Regions from separate parts of the Mus musculus genome. Here all the other regions are linked to region 2. Evidence: chromatin contacts called from public HiChIP or PLAC-seq data. All regions are on one chromosome and are shown on one strand. Each heading gives the region's core, a stretch centred on a gene start, on an enhancer-like site or on the middle of the called end of the contact. The rest is flanking DNA. Distances are from core to core; before and after follow the strand shown. Region 1 holds the start of B930059L03Rik (RIKEN cDNA B930059L03 gene). Region 2 has its middle 43 kb from the start of Mok. Region 3 overlaps Tecpr2 (tectonin beta-propeller repeat containing 2).

Region 1 (2,840 bases), core at 61-2,560, 210 kb after region 2:
ATGCAGACTGCCAATTTATTATTCAGGAAATTCTAACATCATGGAGAGAGAGAATTGTGTCCATGCTTCTGACAGCACCCCCACACCAGGGCTACCTTCCAGGGTTACCAGTATCTTGGGCAGGAAGCAGTGGGAAACAGACATCGCTAGGGCTTCCTTGGAACAGGCATGGCTATGACCCTGGAGGGAATCAGCACAAATTTCCAGATTTTTGAGCCCTAGAACAGTAAGACTCAGGGACAGAGTCGGAGACAGGCAGTTTACTACAAAGAAAGGAGAGAGGGAGACAGAAGTCAAGCCAGGAAGTGCACGCCTTTATTCTTAGGGCAGAGGCAGGGACATCTCTTGAGTTTAGGGTCTACACAGTGAGTTCCAGGTCAGCCAAGAAGAGACTCTGTTTTATAGACAGACAGACAGACAGACAATAAGGCTAGCCAAGGCGAGACCCTGTCTTATGAGTAAATTAGAGAAAGAAGGAAAGAAAGAGGCACCCAGTGAGTGGTAGTGGGAAAGACGGGGTGCTCAAAGTCCTCATCTATGTGAGTTCTGGTCCTCCATAGTTATTTACATAGCAAGCACCTCTACCTCTTTACGTTACCACGTGTCCGGTACACGCCACTTAGGTGGGACGAGTTTCCTGACCCTGCTTACTGGTTTCTTTCGTTAATCTCTCGGCATCCCCAGCCTCCCACCTACTTCAGTTCTCAGAGCTGCTACAGGGGACAGGTTGGCCCTGTCCTATCCACGCTACGGTCGCGTCTCGGGGTTCCATGACGGGGGTCACATGGGACCCTGGTCACCAACCCCGCCTATCAAGTGGAAAGTGACGGGGCTGTAACCCAGGACCTGCCGTTCAGTTCCACGGACGCCTGTTTGCCGCTGTCCAGAAGCCACTTCTGCAGAGTGGCAGGTCGATCACGTGTCGCCAGGGGAGCGGTCACGTGTGGCCTCGAACGATCATGTGAGTCCTCAAGCCAATCACCGCGGCCTGGAAGAAGGGGCATTGCGATTGGCTCATTTTCCTCCCGTGAATATCGCGAGATTCAGAGTCAGACACTTCCCGATTGGTCGATGCGCTGCGTCATTTCCCTGCGCCAGCGTTTAGGTGAAGGTAGTCGGTCTCCCTGTCCTGTGTGCCGTGGGCCAAGCGTCTAAGCTTGGGTCCGGGCCGTCCGCGGCCCTCACTCCCCTCCCGCCAAGGGACGCGGCCCCCTCTGCGGCTTCCTCTAGACGTCGCTGCCTTGTCCTAAGTCAGCCTGCGTTCGAGCTGCCGAACCGAGGTTTCGTGCGGCTTCCTGGCGCGGTGACTCATCCAGTCACGTGCGCCGTGGAGGCTGCGCCTTGCGGAGATCTCCGCCCTGCCGAGATGGCAGAGACCTTCCCGGGGCCGCCCTTGTCCTGCTGCCGTGTTCTGGTGCAGCTGTGCTGAGCTGATATCCTGTTGACTTTGAACTCTTCTCCGTTTTCTGCATGCGCTTTGTCTCATTCCTACGGGGTACCTGCTGCCATCCGCTTGCTCTTTGGTTTGGATGCCGGGTAGCCGTGCTGAGTCCCAACTCTGATGCTCCTGCCTCCACCTTTCCAGTGCTGGCATGGAAGGCGTATGTCAGCACGTCCACCTTACACACACGTACCCACATTTGATTGCCTCTCCACTTGGATCTTGCTGTTCTCGCTGATCCCACATTTATCTGTACATTGCGTCCATCAGACGCAGTTTTGAGTGTCCCACACGGTGCCAGACTGAAGGTACAGCGATAAGTAGGGTAATAGGGACATTGCTTGTAGAGGGCTCACGGGCTATCCTGGGGTGACTGGTTGGAGGGATGTTTTTGCAAGCTCCCTCTTGGCTGCAGTGTGGAATGTTTGAGAAGAAGGTGTTGGGCCGGCAGGAAAAGTTAGTCCTGGGGTGAGGATGAATTCGAATTTGGAATGAGTGCCAGAACCTTTCTAGTTTCAATTTGGCCATATTTTATGGAGACCGCTCAGCAGTTAGGTCCATGTACAGTTCTTCCGGACAATCCGAGTTTAGAGTCCCACGTTAGGGACAGACTATTTATAACCCTAGCCCCAGGGGACCGAACACCCTCTTGCTTCCGTGGGCACTTGCACTCATATGTACAAATCCACATACAGAAACAAACACATTTAAAAAAATAAAATCTTAAGGAGTGAGAGCGTGTGCTGGGGTTTTCTCACTTCTCTGCTCACATTTGCATCTAGCAACACTTCAGGCAGGTGAGGATAATTCCTGGTTTCTGTTTTTCAGCATGGAAAACAGTGCGGCCGGGAGTAGCTGGCCTTACTGCTCAGACTAGGTGAATTTTGCTGATGGCTAAATTTTTGAAGCAGAATTGCAGAGTCAAAATACATGACACCCTGCAGGGTGGAACGTGTTTCTAATGCCAGCATTCAGGGGGCTGGGTAGTAGGATTTTTGGTAAGACTGTCTCAAAATGTTTTCAACACTTACCTTTTAAAACTTTCAGTTGCATTTTTAAGGGTCCTACAAATCTGCAAGCCACCAACAGTAAACTGAAGTGACCCACCCTTCCTCACCTGCTACTGGGGTTACTTTCCTGTCCTTCCAGAAGCATTGACTTGTGGCCCTGAGATCTGCATAGGATGGCGACACTGCCAGTGGGAGCCCCTGCTTACCTGCCTCTGCTGGCTTTGCATCCTCCTCGGGAATATTCCTCACACCTACACGGCATGCCTATGTCTCTTTTGGCATGTAGGTGGAGGTAGAATTTCTGTTATGGGTGTCTACTTTCAGCCAGCTCCTTGCCCTCCAGCTACGTGCAGCCAGCCAGCTGGGAAGCGGTGGAGTACCATCGCCTA
Region 2 (2,784 bases), core at 58-2,557:
GGTGAGGTGGGAAGAGCTCCTACAGAGGCCCACGGTGCCCTTGGCTCACTAGGCTGGCTAGGTGGCTGCAGAGCCAACTGGTAGACCTTCAGAGAGTTATCATTAGCATTACATTTGACCTTTTCACACTCAGAGAATCCCAGTGCCTCACTGAGAGCAGCTCACACAGCAGAATCTGGGCTGCTCAGTATCTGCATTTCATCTAGAAGCTAACTGAGACCATGGTCCACACAGAGTCATCCATGGTGTCTCACAAACATTAACAAGGCTCTGAATTTTACAGCATTTAACAGCTTCTCTCTTTTGGCTCACTGAGATTCCTTTTTATGAAGCTTGGATGTGAAAATGACTTAAAATTTATCTACATTTACAATGCATTCACACGTTTATTCAATGTCAATATACAGAGGACAGCCTCCAGTACTTCAGAAGTCAAGTATATGGTAAATCTTTTGCTGTGACAGGGACAAGGGAACAGCTAAAAGACAAAGCAGTGAAACAGAACATGGTTCTCAGAAATGAATAACAATACTGATATTCAAGCTTCATTAGTTATTGCGACATTAGGAGCTCAGTTTCCTGGTAGTTCACAGCAGGAGGGCTCTTCATGAAATTTATTCAAGTTGTGAAGAGATCAGATGAAAATGTAAGAAAGGAATACATGTATTACCTTGACTTTCACTGAAAATAAATATACCCATACAACTTTACACAATGTCACTTAATAACAGTCTTTAAAACCTAAGTACACAGAAGTAAAAATGCACGATTTTCATACTTTTACCTCAAGAGTCAGGAATTGAACCATGACACAAAGAAAATGTAATAAGTGCAGCATGAGTGAAAACCCCAGCATCATGGGACAGTTGCTCCATGAAAAGAACAGTCTTACAATTCAATCTGGGATCTGATTCGTCAAGGTAACAGCTGAATACAAGTGCTTTTCCACAAATGAGCCACAGGCTTTACCAGGGCCACACTGACGTCTCTGTTCCCTGGGACAGCCACCACATAGCACTTTGATGAGCACCTTGTTAACCTAAGCCAGCTTGTGGTGGTCCAGTCAGCCCAAGGCAAACAGCATGCTCTGACATAAACAGGGCATGGGGGTGTGGCGGCTCCCCCATGCATTCCCAGGACAGAGACCAGTTCAGCCTTAGAAACCAAACCCAAGCCAGAGGCCATGTCTTCAAGTCAGTACAGGCCTACCCAGAGAAGTGCACGGAGGCTCCATGGGTAAGGAGAGGGCCTCAACAGTGGTCACACATGCCTCAGTGCTGCAAACTGGTCCTGAGCCAAGATGTGTGACTAACTGCCCACAGCGTAGCGTGCACTCCAAGGTCAGCCACTGGAAAAGCCACCACTAAGCTCTGGCTGGCCGGCCGTGTCTTGTGTCCTGTTACTCTTTACACTTCCGAGCTTGCTCAACAAAGAAAACGTTTCCCTCCAGCAGGTGAGAGGGCCTTGTACACAGGCACACGTGTGCCTTATAAGGCAGGCTCACTCATTTTAGCACAAATTCAGAATGCATCATTACAGGATGGAAGGAACAGCTGTGCCCTGAGCGTTTAAGACAAACACTAGAGCAGACTACTGACCTGGGCCTTGTCCACCTAATTTAAGAGTGCCTCTGAAGACAATGTGGCTGCTCTCCTCTCCCTGCTGGCTTCTCTAATGGCCCTCACCCTGCATCCTGACCTCAGCAGCTCTCAGAGCACTTCTAAACTCAACCATCAGGACAAACTTAATCCTCTGCCCTGTGTAGGCTAATCTGGAGGCAGAAGCCACTACTAGCTGCAGGTATCACCCAGTCTCTCTGGAGCATTTGTTTAAGAGGAAGATACAACTTCTGAGCCTCTGCAGAGGGCTGGGATGTGGCGTGTTGGGCAGGGGTTGAGTCCTTTGGCATAATCCCTGGCACCACATGCACAGAGAAGGAAAACGGGGGGGGGGGGAGCTGGGGGCTGATTCACCATAGCTACAGGGCAGCTGCTTTCTCGAGTCACCAGAAAGGTTGTCTGCGGTGGGCAAGCAGGACAGACAGGAGGGTCCAACTGTCCAGTGGCCCTCACTGAGCCCGCAGACTCTGTCTGGGTCACAGCAAGCAGACTGGAACCCTGCCTTTAAGAGCCTCTTGCCAGTAGCTGTTTTAGTCCAGTAGCTAGTTACCAAAGATATTCTTGCTCATGAAAACGCTCAGGGAAGTTTTGATGAGGAAGCTCAAAGTTTGTTTAGAAAACTAAAAACATTTCTCTGGGTGGCTACTGTAGAAGCACAGTGGCCCTAGTCCTCATTCTTTGGAGATCAGGACCCACCATGGCAATCGGTGCAACCCCATGACACCCCACCACCTCTGTCTGCAGGGCACAAGGAGGAAGGAAGCCCCGCCCTCCAGCACCAGCACCCTCTTCTGGAGCTGCCGCACCTTTAGTTCTGGTCTTGGAGAACACCTTGCACTCTGTCCTCCTGCCTGCAGAACTGCTCTGCCGGCTGTCAAAGAAAGGGGGGCAGGAGTCAGTCAGGGGGGTAGAGCGGGCCTGGAGCAGCACCACGCCCTCCATGCAGGGGCCAGCCTGGGCCAGGTCATGCAACTAAGACAGCCCTCTAGAGCTGGCCTGGGCTCTTACCAGACCCTGAACCTAGCAGGGAGCCCAGGAGGGTAAGACACACACACAGCAAAGGACCCCAAACAGGGTTTCCAGGTTAATCATTAAGGACACAACACTTAGCAGCAGAAGTTGAAATATACTGTGACTAAACCCCAAATCACAAACTGTGACGTTT
Region 3 (3,143 bases), core at 219-2,718, 150 kb before region 2:
GGCAGCTCTTGGAAAGTGTCCTGATGAACACCTGCCCAAGGCTGTCCAAGGCCCATAGTGCATCCTGGCAGGCAGCATAGGTTCTCATCTCTGCATCGGGGGGCAGCTGCACTGTGGAGGGGCGGCACTGTACATTCTGGGCACTGATGATACACAGGTCCTTGCTGCTCTGGCATAGCCATAAGGAGCTTCCTGCAGAAAAGGTTCACATTTGTCAGCAAACGCTGTCTCACTGAGCCACCCACCCTAAGAGCACCACACAGCCTTTTTCTTCAGAGCCCTGACACCTGGCCACAGATTGCCTGCTCACTCACTGTTATCTTACAGGTAGGCTTGCTATACCTGAGGTTAGAAGGAAACACTGCCATCAGACATTAAAAAGGCCAAGCCTGAGACACTTCAGGAACTGGAAAGAGAGCAGGGCCTACGAAATACCACTGTAGAAGTCTCCCTGCCCACAGGAGCCGGCAGTGCATAGGTCAGGGACTTTTATATGCTTTCTAGTAACAGCACGGATCACAGACATCAACGTGCTCTCATGTCAGCAGTCTATATTTTTAATATACACTATTAGGGCTGTCAATTCTTCCAATCCCCAGGAAGGAGGGGGCAAGCAGTTTCTCAGAAGGCATTTCCCTCTTCTGCTAATGGGTGGGCAGCAGGCGGAGGAAATCAGGAGTTATGCTTGTGGTCCTCGCACGTTCTGGAACTTCCAGGGTTAATAGTGTTTGTTTAGAATGCCAGTCATCCTTGGGAATTACAACCCAGCAAAACTGTGTAATGTAAAGCATTAGCTAAAACTTGTGTCACACGTTTTATAATACTTTTATTTTTATTTTAATTAAATAATTAAGTAATTAATTAAGCTAATTGGCTTGTTGCGGCTGGGATTCTCTGTAACAGCCCTGGCTGTCCTGGAACTCACTCTGTAAACCAGGTTAGCCTCAAACTCACAGAGCTCCTCAGTGCTGGGATAAAGGTGTATACCACCACACCCAGCTATTTCTATTATTTGGTTTTTTTAAGATTTCCTTATTTTATACATATGAATGTTTTCTCTGCATGTTTATGTGTATTATGTGTAAGGTTGGTACCCATGTCATAGAAGGCAGAAGGTATCTTGTGGATCTCTTGGAATTGAAAGTTCAGATAGTTGTGAGCTGCCATATGAGGAGTCAAACTCAGGTCTTCTGGGAGAAATGGGAAAGAACACCAGGAAGTCATGTGCTGCCAGCTCCGACCACACTGCACGGTGACCTCCTTCCAAAGGACACTGCCTCAGCCTCAGCTCTGCTACCCTTACCCCAACTTGGTAGGTCTCCTGAGCATGCCTATCCAGCGCTGCTGGCCCACAACACTGCCATATCCCCTCCCTCTCATCGCCGCACCCACAGGCCACAGTCAGAGGACGGCATGAACTCTTCCTCCGTTGACTGACTGACTTGCACACCAGGACTCTCAGCTGGGCTAAGGCTGACTCACCATCCTGGGTGGGAGCAGGAGAAGCCAACACAAAAGCCCATTTTGTGGCAGAAGCTGTTCCCCGGGGAACAACGGTATTCCAGTAAGTTCCTGGAGAGAATAAATATAAAAGTGGGTTAGGGAAAGAAAAAAACAAACAAGCAAAAAGCTCTAACACTTCAGTTTTGGTTTTAGTCCTTCAAAGCTCTTACAATGATTTCTAGTGTCCTTAAACAAAGTGGCATAAGCTACTTATCTCTCTAAGCATCATCAAGGAGAGCCATACCTTGCTCACTGAAGCCTGAAGAGGCTACGCAGGGGACAGAGCTAGAGGGAATCCATCAAGTGGGAGGCATTCAGAAGTGAACACAGCTCATCTATGGATATGGCCAGCACGTTGCATGTTAAACGGTGGCCATAATTTCCCCTTGTAAGTGGACGGTTCTTTCTCAGCAGAGTCTGTAGGTGTGGTAGATCTTTAAAACCAGATTTTGTGGGGGTGTGGCCAAGCATGCTCATCAGGTTCAGAGGAGGGTCCCAAGTGTTCCCGTCTATCACTTCCCACACAGGACTTAGAGACAGGTTTCTCCCTGATCCTGGGGATCCTGTTCTTTGCCCCAAAGATTCTCCTGCCTCTGCCTACCTTGTCGCTAGTCACAGGCATGCACAGGATAGCTGGCTTGTTATGTGAGTACTGGGATCTGAAGTATCCTCATACTCTTAACTGCTGAGCCATCTCTACCCGACCATATACCCCCTTTAAACAAGTTTCTTTGTGTGAGTGTGTCCACAAGTGTGTTATGGCATGTGTGTGGAGATCAGAGGACAACTTCTGGACTTACGTTTTCTCTTCTCCTCTTGTTTTGGGGGCAAGGTCTCCTGTTCTGCTGGTGGGTCATATATGTGACCATCTCCCCACTTCTGTCACTGCCTCCCCATTTCCTCACAGACGTGCTCTCCTGAGCCTCCACTGTATCTGGCTTTTTGTTGTTTGTTTTGAGACAGGATTTCTCTACATAGCCCTGGCTGTCCTGGAACTTACTATGTAGACCAGGCTGTCATTGAACTCAGCTCTGCCTACCTTTGGCTCCCGGGTGCTGGAATTAAAGGCATGTGCTACCATGCCTGGCTGTATCTAGATTCTCACGCAAGTTCTCGGGATGAACAGAGGCCCGTAGGATTGTGTGACACATGCTTTTACCTGCAGAGCCATTTCCCTGCCCACCCCCGGAATGGATTGTGAGATTGAGCTAGTCCTCATTTGTCTTTATTACAGCAGATTAGGTTTCCATAGGAAAGTGATGACACATCGTCCAGACACCAAGTTTTAGGAATGACAGAATGAAAAAGAAAACAGAAAGGAAAGAGACCACAAAGCCTGGGTGCCTCTGTCACAGGCCGCTTTCCCACTGGTACTGATTATCTTAAGAGGAGACCTTAAAGCCGTTCATTAAATGTTCTGTGAATCCCTAGGTTAGAATCCCACCACCATGAAAAATAAGATAAACAAAGTAAAAATAATGTGAAAACTAGAGTAATTGACTCACCTATGAGACTTCCTTTAGCAACATGGAATTCATTCTTCCCTGAGGAGATCCACACACCACTCTTGTTAACCCCTAGTAGGCTGGGCTGGCACTGAAGCTGCTGAGACCAAAACGCCATGCGCAGTTTATCTGCGA

Evidence for each region. HiChIP or PLAC-seq counts read pairs in DNA pulled down with a chosen protein or histone mark.
Region 1: a contact with region 2 is called in a FOXA1 HiChIP or PLAC-seq map of pancreatic cancer cells. The contact joins the promoter of B930059L03Rik here to the enhancer-like site in region 2. A contact is called at or near these places in 1 of 39 promoter capture datasets (the C10 cell line), 2 of 484 Hi-C or Micro-C datasets (the C10 cell line and rod photoreceptor), 10 of 115 datasets of contacts at active chromatin or transcription factors (the 230-238 cell line, the SCID.adh cell line, SST interneurons and 6 more) and 2 of 9 other capture datasets (adipose tissue and liver).
Region 3: a contact with region 2 is called in a FOXA1 HiChIP or PLAC-seq map of pancreatic cancer cells. The contact joins two enhancer-like sites. A contact is called at or near these places in 1 of 115 datasets of contacts at active chromatin or transcription factors (pancreatic cancer cells) and 1 of 9 other capture datasets (embryonic stem cells).

The regions. Positions count from the first base shown.
Region 1 is chr12:110,589,844-110,592,683 of GRCm38.p6, reverse strand. It overlaps B930059L03Rik (RIKEN cDNA B930059L03 gene), which reads right to left and starts at 1,310. Exons shown (of 1, transcript NR_033340.1): 1 at 5-1,310.
Region 2 is chr12:110,796,649-110,799,432 of GRCm38.p6, reverse strand. It overlaps a transcript of Wdr20 not described here. Among named protein-coding and RNA genes, the nearest start is that of Mok, 43 kb to the left of the region's middle. Within about 2 kb of position 1,307, at least 79 of the 459 cell types and tissues checked have an H3K27ac peak or open chromatin away from gene starts, as enhancers often do. A contact at or near this core is called in pancreatic cancer cells and rod photoreceptor, where this site is marked.
Region 3 is chr12:110,944,751-110,947,893 of GRCm38.p6, reverse strand. It overlaps Tecpr2 (tectonin beta-propeller repeat containing 2), which reads right to left. Exons shown (of 20, transcript NM_001289510.1): 14 at 3,009-3,143; 15 at 1,483-1,572; 16 at 1-192. Among named protein-coding and RNA genes, the nearest start is that of Ankrd9, 33 kb to the left of the region's middle. Within about 2 kb of position 1,468, at least 19 of the 459 cell types and tissues checked have an H3K27ac peak or open chromatin away from gene starts, as enhancers often do. A contact at or near this core is called in pancreatic cancer cells, where this site is marked.